2 separate regions of the Sus scrofa genome follow, and region 2 is linked to region 1. A link is a contact called in public HiChIP or PLAC-seq data. All regions are on one chromosome and are shown on one strand. Each heading gives the region's core, a stretch centred on a gene start, on an enhancer-like site or on the middle of the called end of the contact. The rest is flanking DNA. Distances are from core to core; before and after follow the strand shown.

Region 1 (4,092 bases), core at 1,062-3,561:
GACAGAAGAGGAGAGGTCCCCTTCAGGGATGAGGGGGTCGTGGTATTGGCTGGATTCCCATGATGCTGGGCAGACCTGCCCCTCTCTGGTTCCTTCTTCCTCATGGTGAATAAGAGGGCTGGACTGGACGATTGCGCAAGTCATTCTAATTCTAAACCCAACCGTTTAGGTAGTCATTTCTGTTTCAGATGGCATGGCCCATGGGCGGCACCAAGCCCAGGCAGAGACGGCTCTGGATACCAATGGGAGTGGCAGGCCGGCAATCAGGGAAGGCTGAGCAGATACCGGGAGTGGCCCAGGGCTCCGGCAGGTGCCAGGGGCAGATAGGGGTATGGTGGCACCTTGGTTGTTGGTGGTTTCCCCCGCTCCACATCTTCATGCAGCCTCGGCAGAGAGCTGAGGAGCAACCCAGAGATTGGCAAGGGAGAGATAGCGCTAGGGAGGGGAGAGGAGAACTTAAAGGACAAGGGTGGGGTGGGGCGGGGCCAGTCCGCCTTCAACATTCTTTTCTGGTGCCAGGGGTTGGGGAGAGGAGGAAGCTAAGGCTGGCAGCTAGCTGGCTGGCTGCTGGGGCTGGGGGGAACATCAGGAGGGGGGGTGCCCACCCCAGCAGGGTCTCCCTAAAGCTGGGCTGGGGACACCTATATTCCATCCTCACGAGGGCAGGCTTTTCAGGGCCACACCTGCGGCATAGGGAAGCTCCCTGGGCTAGGTGTTGAATCAGAGCTGTAGCCGCCAGTCTACACCACAGCCACAGCCACGCCAGATCTGAGCTACATCTGGGACCTACCTCACATCTCATGGCAAAGCCTCTGAGCCATGATAGGAACTCCTTTTTGGGGGGGAGGGGTGATTCTTGAAGGGCAGGTCAATCTCTGTCCGCTCCAGGGAGGATTAAATCTCGGGAGATTTTCCTTGGGGTTCATGGGGAAACCAGCTCCGAGGGAATAACTACATTTTTGTTAGAAGCCTCTGGTTGCATGTCCCTGCTTCTACAGCCGTCTCTCTTAAGAGTGGAACAGGGCCTGCCTTTCCAAATGCCCTCCTGACCACAGAGAAGCAAAGACTGTTCATCTGTGAGCAGGGGAGGTGGCCCGGGGATATAAAATCCTGGATTCCTTGCTTCTCTCTCTGGATGGTTCCTTAATACCTCAAGGTTACGTGTGGCAGGGACACTCCCCTTTTCTGCGGCCAGCCTCAGACTTCCCATTTGCAGAGAGGCTGGGAGTGGCTGGCAGCGAGACTTCTGAAGCTCCCTGGCCTGGGTCCTCCCCAGGTGACTGTCCACTCCCTGTGGCCCCGCCTGGCTGCTGGGTTGGAAGGACTGAGGCGGGCTCCTGATCTCTCCCGGAAATAGAGAAACACAGGACTCATCCCACAAAAGGTGCCCATCCGCTTCTACCTCACCTCTGCCCAGTTCTCCCCCGGTTCTCTCCAGTTCAGATACTTATCGCCCTTGGAAAAAAATCAAGACAAGCTAGTCTTGCAGGTAGTTTCGAGGGAAGCTCAGACTTTTTCTGGGTGACTCAGAAAGAGCCTGAGAGAATGGGGGCCTGAAGGTTCCTTCTCGAGATAGGAGGGGGGGATCCCAACTATCATCCAGGGACGGGGCCCGGGGGCGCGCACACACTCGCAGCCGGCGCGCCCCTTCCTCTCCAGCGTAAAGGCACCAACAACTCTTGGTTGGGCTCCCTCGGCGCCACCAAAGTCCCTAGGAGCGTCCGCATCCTTCCCTCCTCGCGGCCCCGGCCACTCCGCGGACCCCGCCCGGATGACAAGCTACACTACCCGTCACAATCCCCCTTGGCCAGGGCCTTGAGTCCCCAGCACAGGGATTCTCCGTTTCTCCCTCCTGCATTCGGAGGGACTCAGGGTAGGAGCAAACACAAATCTTCCCCCTGCCACCCCAGCTCACTACGGCCCGCGCCCCCTTCCCGCTCCGCTTCCGCCGAGCCCCGGACCAACGCGCCCGCCCCGCCCGTCTCCGCCCGGGCCAAGCAGCCCGCGGGCGGCCGCAGTGCCCTCTCTCCTCCCCCAAGAAGTCTTCCCCGCGCGGGCGGTGCCAGTTGCCGGCAACCCCCAAGGCGGACGGGGTGCCCGGGACGGACAGGTGGCCCCGAAGACGAGCGCGCGGCAGTAGCCGCTCACTCACCCAGAAGATGAAGTTAAATCCGAAGAGCAAGTATTTGATACACTTAGTGCCTCCTTTGACCGGCATGGTGCGGGCTAGACTGGCCTGGGCCGGACGGGTGCGGGACGAGGGCGCTTGCGGCCGAGACACACGGGACTGGGCTGCGGAGCGAAGTGCGGGCGGCTGCGGGCGGGCCTCCGGGCTGCACTTTTAAAAGGTGCCACTCCTCGGCCGCGCGTCGCAGTGTTGCGCAAGGGCCGGGCCCCGCCCCCGCCCCCGCCCCGCCCCGGCCCACCTGCCCCGCCCCGCCCAGGGCCCCGGGCCCGGGGCCCTTCCGCCTCAGGCTCTCTCCCCGAGTTACCCGGACCTGACTTCCCGCCATCCTCCCCCTTTCCTTTAACCGTCTTGAAGTCTTTCCAGGCCGTCATCCCTGCCCAGCTTTCATCCCGGAGTTATGCGGTGGCCTCGCCCTTCCAGTTCTCACCTGGATTCCAAGCGTCCCCAGCCCTCTACTTTGGGAGACTTTCCCCAGGTGGTGGGTGCAGAGACCCCTTACTCAAAGCCCGCTGCCCTCCAATGAGGGCTCCCTTTGCTTTGGTCTCCATTTGAAGGAAAGCTGCCTGGCTTTATTTCTCCCTGGGGCGGCTCCTTGCAAACCTTCACTCTTGGAGCAAACTCTTATTCAGCACTCAGGCGGAGTAGGAGGAATTAGAAGCTTGGAGTCCAGGCGGGAAGATCGGTGGAAGGCTTATGGGAGTAATTCTTAAATACCATCACTGAAAAGTAATATGTTTGAGGGCTGGGCAGTCTGGGAGTGTTTCCTGCATTTGCAGTTCAGCTGCTCAAAGGAGAAGAGAAAGTCTGTAGCCTGGCTTCTGTTCGTGCCTTTGCTCCACATCACCCTCTCTCTTGCCTTTTAATTCTGCCCGCTGCCACCTCTTGGTTGCTCCAGTGCCAGAGTTCTGAGGGTGTTTCTCCTCTGCTCAAAAACGTTCTGCAAATAACAAATGTTGGTGAGGATGTGGAGAGAAGGATACCCTTGAGCATTGTTGGTGGGGATGTGAATTGGCGCAGCCACTGTGGAAAACAATAAGGCGATCCCTTCAAAAAATTAAAAATAGCGGAGTTCCTCTTGTGGCTCAGCAGTAATGAATCCAAGTAGTATCCATAAGGATGTGGATTCGATCCTTGGTCTTGCTCAGTAGGTTAAGGATCTGGCATTGCTGTGGCTGTGATTTGACCCCTAGCCTGGGAACTTCCATATGCCATGGGTGCAGCCCTAAAACAACAAACAAACAAACAAAAAGAAGATGTGTTAACATACATACAGTGGAATATTGCTCAGCCATAAAAAAGAATGGGATCTTGCCATTTGGCACAACATGGATGGACTTAGAAGGTATTATGCTAAGTGAAATAAATTAGAGAAAGACAAACACTGTATGATTTCACTTATATGTGGATTCTAAAAACCAAAACAAACAAATATAACTAAACAGAGTCATAGATACAGAGAACAAACAGGTGGTTGGCAGAGTCGAGGGAGGTAGGGGGAGGAGAGAGGTATAAACTTCCAGCTACAAAATAAATGAGTCATGGGTAAGGAAATGTACAGTGTGAGGAATATAGTCAATAATTATATAATGTCGTTGTATGGTGACAAATGGTAGCTATCGTGGTGATCCTTTTGACATGTGTAGAAATATTGAATCACTATGGGATGTGTCAGGAACAAACAGAGTGTTGCAGGTCACTTATACTTCACAAACTAGTAAATTCATAGAAAAAGAGATCAGATTTGTGGTTATCAGAGGTGGGGGTGGGTGGGTAGGGGAAGGGGAATTAGTTGCAGGTAATCAAAAGGTACAAACTTCCAGTTAAATAAGTATTAGAGATGTAATGCACAACCTAAGAAATATAATTAACACTGCTGTAAGTTATAAAGGAAGCTTGTTAGAATA
Region 2 (4,092 bases), core at 718-3,217, 290 kb before region 1:
CCAGGACTTTATTTTGACATATGGTTAAGAAGCAAAAATCTAAAACAAAAACTTCCCCAAAGAGTAACCATATACACCCAGACTGTTGATTGAATTATCTAGAGAAGGTGGTTAATGAAAATACTCTTCGTGTAACAAAATACTAGGGAAAAAAAAACAATAAGAGGAAAGACATGTTCCTTGCCCTCATGGAGCTTAGCGGTGTAGTGGAACAGACAGATGATATAACTACATGTGGGTGGCTGTTTTGAAGTGCTAGGCACAAGGGCAGCTGTGGCGTCTTACCTTTAAGGTGTGATGGAAGATGTCTGATGGACAGTACCTCCTGCACCACATACTGATTCACCCCTCCACTTTTCAACAACTCTTCTGGGGATAAGGGCAGATGGAACTCATACAGCTGGGGGGACATATTTCTCCCAATGGCTCACAGTGCTGGAAGCCAAACAGCAAATCAGTCTATATCTAAAGGTTGTCTTTTCATTCGGTTCTATTACTTCTCTCCTCAAACATATGCTTTTTAGTCTTACATCAAGCTAATAACATTATCTTAGGGAGTGTGAGATTAACCCGGACTAGAATGTAATTCTAGTTGTGACTCTGACACTTGGTCATGTCACTTAACCCTGGGCCTCATCTGTCAAACAGGATTACTAATCTATGATTACTTTATAAAGTTGCTCTGGGAATCAAATGGGTCAAGAAGTATGAAAGTATTTTAAAAACTGTAAAATGGCATATCAATGTTCTTTCTGTTTCTATGGGCAAAACTTAGGTATAGAGAGAATGCCTCATCAGAGGCTAGAACAGTGGCCCAGTAGGGCTTAATGTGTTTCCTGTTTGCAGAAAGAGAACATTTGCAGTATTTGTTTACTCTGTGCCAGGTTCTGTTAGGCTATTTGAACGTCATACCTTATCTAACCCTCCAAATGCCAACCTCATGGAGTGCATAATACTACTGTTCCACTTACAGATCAGGAAATTGAGGCTCTGAAAGATTAAGCAATTTGCTCAAATTCCACTGCGGATCTGTGAGACTGTGTTACCACGCCGTACCACAGGGACGCACCAATACACCTCCCAGCCTGATGCCGCATCATACCGCCCGGTTCCCGATTTTCCCGGCCTCTCCTTCCCCGCTCGCCCTGAACACCACACCTTTTAAGAGAACTTCACCTGCAGTTCCTCTGGGTCCGGTTGTGGGGCTGAAGTGAAGGAAAAACCATGAAGGGCACAACACGCACCAATCAGCTAGGCAGCACTCCCACGGGCAGAGAAACCGGCCAATACCTGCCAGGCGGAGGCAAAAACCCGCCTCGGAGCCGGGGACCGCGCCGGCAAAGCCGCGAACCTGGAATTCAAATCTCAACGGCCGGAAGTGGGCCAATCAGGACACTAGCTGTAGGGACCAACCAATCATAACGCAGGAGCCGCTGAAACGGAGGAGGGCGGGACCTAGATTCTGGCTCCCGCCCCCTCACCTCGCCGCCACCTCAGTCCCTACAAGGTCCTCCTTTTACTCCGTCGGTGGAGAGGAGGCCTTCGTGGTGCCTGCAGGAGATGCCGCGTTTCTAGCTGGGCGGTGGCCGTGCCCCTGGGACACTGACACACTCAGTCACCCCCCAGTACTGGAGGCAAGTTCAGGCCGGCAGTTAGAAGACCTAGGCTCTAGTCCGGGTTCCGCCATCTCCTCTGCCAGGTGACGTCAGCAGGTCGTTTCACTCCCTCAGCCTCGGATTTCCTCCCCTGTCGAATAAGGGGAATAAAAACAGCTACAGCGCAAAACTGCTGTGGGGCACAGAGAAAGGAAGCTCTGGGTTCCTCCCGGTTCTGGACCTTCATCTCCCTCAGTTGAGGGAAGCCCAAAGAAACAGGAAAGGGTGAATTTTCTTGAAATTCAGTTTTGGGGCGACCTAGACAACGACACGGGCCCCTCAGCTCTTCTGGCAATCCAGAACTTCCGGTGGGCAGACCGGAAACGCCTCTGCGGGGCAGGGCTACAAGGCCCCTCTGCCCCGGAACCTGGAGGGCGGGGCTCGCCGCTGGGGAAGGCGGGGCCAAGCGGGGCCCGGCAAGTCTGGCGCCCTGAGCTACCTGGGTAAAGCCCAAGATGGCTGCGTCCATGTAATACCAATGTGAACCCAGTGGGGACGGTTCTTATCTCCTCGAAGGCCACATCTGGCCCTCCCTCCTGTGCTCCTGCAGAGGGCTGTTGTAGCAGAGAGACGAGGGCAATGGCAGGGAGCCTTTCTTGGGTGACAGGCAGGGGCCTGTGGGGCCGGTTGCCCTTGACCTGTAGAAGCTTCTCTCTGGGTAAGTGCTTCATGCAGTAAGACGCCTCGAGAACTGTTTCTCAGTAAGCGGCTCAGATTCATTCCTTTTCTTCCCCTTCCTTAGGTATTCCTAGATTGTTCCATGTAAGGGTCACTCTCCCGCCTCGCAAAGTGGTTGATCGTTGGAACGAGAAGAGGGCCATGTTCGGGGTGTATGACAATATCGGGATCCTGGGTAAGACTTGACTCCTTGGTGCAGAATTCCAGAACAGAAGTTATGTCGTAACGACTATAATTTTTCACCTGTGTAGAAATGATACCATGTTCAATAGTAAGAACAAACATTTATGTGGCTATTTACGTTGTGTTGGGCACTGTTATGTGTGTCCTGCATGCATTAACACATTTAATCTTTATAATCTTTTCACTTTAAAGGTGAGGAAACTGAGGCACAGAGATAACCTAGTTTTCCCAAAGCTAGTCAATGGCAGTGCCAGAATTTGACCCCAAGCAGCGAGGCTACAGAGTCTGTGGTCTTGATCCTGTAGCATAATGTGTCTTTTTTTTTTTTTTCCCTGCGATTTTTTGGGCCGCTCCTGCGGCATATGGAGGTTCCCAGGCTAGGGGTCTAATCGGAGCTGTAGCCAGAGCTGTAGCCGCCGGCCTACGCCAGGGCTACAGCAACGCAGGATCCAAGCCGTGTCTGCAACCTACACCACAGCTCACAGCAACGCCGGATCCTTAACCCACTGAGCAAGGCCAGGGATCTAAGGCGCAACCTCTTGGTTCCTAGTCGGATTCGTTAACCACTGAGCCACAACGGGAACTCCTAATGTGTCTTGTCTATAGGTGCTGCTCAGGTAGATGCAACTCTGTTGAAGGCTTAGCTAGTGGAGACTAGGTTCTTTCTCCTCTTGGAACTAACATGTTATCTCACATTACATAGGAAACTTTGAAAAACACCCCAAAGAACTGATCAAGGGCCCCATATGGCTTCGAGGCTGGAAGGGGAATGAATTACAGCGTTGTATCCGAAAGAAGAGAATGGTTGGAAATCGGATGTTCATTGATGACCTGCACAATCTTAACAAACGCATCAGCTATCTCTACAAACACTTTAACCGACATGGAAAGTACCGGTAGAAGAGAAAGCTAGGAACTGTGGAGGAGGCATATCTACCACCCAGGAGAAGGAGGAAGTACTTTTCCTTATGAGGAAAGAGATTTGTATGCCCGCAGTAATAAAATGGGACTTCTTTGGAATGTGTTATCCATATGCGTTATTTTCCTTTAGATGCTGCTTTTACTCATTCAGGAGACTAGAAAGTGTGATTCATTCCTAAGTCTTGTCTTAGGTTTGGACTTTACCACTTGTCTTTTGTGGTCTAGCCATACCTATGGTGTTTAAAACGTAAAAAATGATGGAGTTCCCTAGGGGCCTAGTGGTTAAAAATTTAGTGTTGTCACCGCCATGTCTTGGGTCACTGCTGTGGCTTCGGTTCAATCCCTGGCCAGGGAACTTCCACATGCCTTGGAAGTGGTCTAAATAAACAAACAAATAAAACTAAATAAAGTAAAAAATTGTTGACCCCTTTTGACATTTGGCCTTTCAGAGTGTTAAAAGTTGTAATTTTAGGAGTTCCTGTCATGGCGCAGTGGAAATGAATTCGACCAGGAACTGTGAGGTTGCAGGTTTGACCCCTGGCCTTGCTCAGTGGATTAAGGATCCAGCGTTGCTGTGAGGTCGCAGACACGGCTTGGGTCTGGCGTTGCTGTAGCTCTAGTGTAGGCCAGCAGCTGTAGCTCCAATTAGACCCCT

What was found. HiChIP or PLAC-seq counts read pairs in DNA pulled down with a chosen protein or histone mark.
Region 2: an H3K27ac HiChIP or PLAC-seq map of alveolar macrophages shows a contact between it and region 1. The contact joins the promoter of MRPL51 here to the promoter of CD9 in region 1. A contact is called at or near these places in 1 of 47 Hi-C or Micro-C datasets (mesenteric adipose tissue) and 2 of 2 datasets of contacts at active chromatin or transcription factors (alveolar macrophages and skeletal muscle).

Annotation. Positions count from the first base shown.
Region 1 is chr5:64,457,472-64,461,563 of Sscrofa11.1, forward strand. It overlaps CD9 (CD9 molecule), which reads right to left and starts at 2,312. Exons shown (of 8, transcript NM_214006.1): 1 at 2,153-2,312. The coding sequence starts at 2,218.
Region 2 is chr5:64,165,451-64,169,542 of Sscrofa11.1, forward strand. MRPL51 (39S ribosomal protein L51, mitochondrial) reads left to right here and starts at 1,968. Exons shown (of 3, transcript XM_021092433.1): 1 at 1,968-2,313; 2 at 2,398-2,508; 3 at 3,220-3,536. The coding sequence starts at 2,235. The coding sequence ends at 3,416. NCAPD2 (condensin complex subunit 1) reads right to left here and starts at 1,960. Exons shown (of 32, transcript XM_021092430.1): 1 at 1,177-1,960; 2 at 286-435. The coding sequence starts at 412.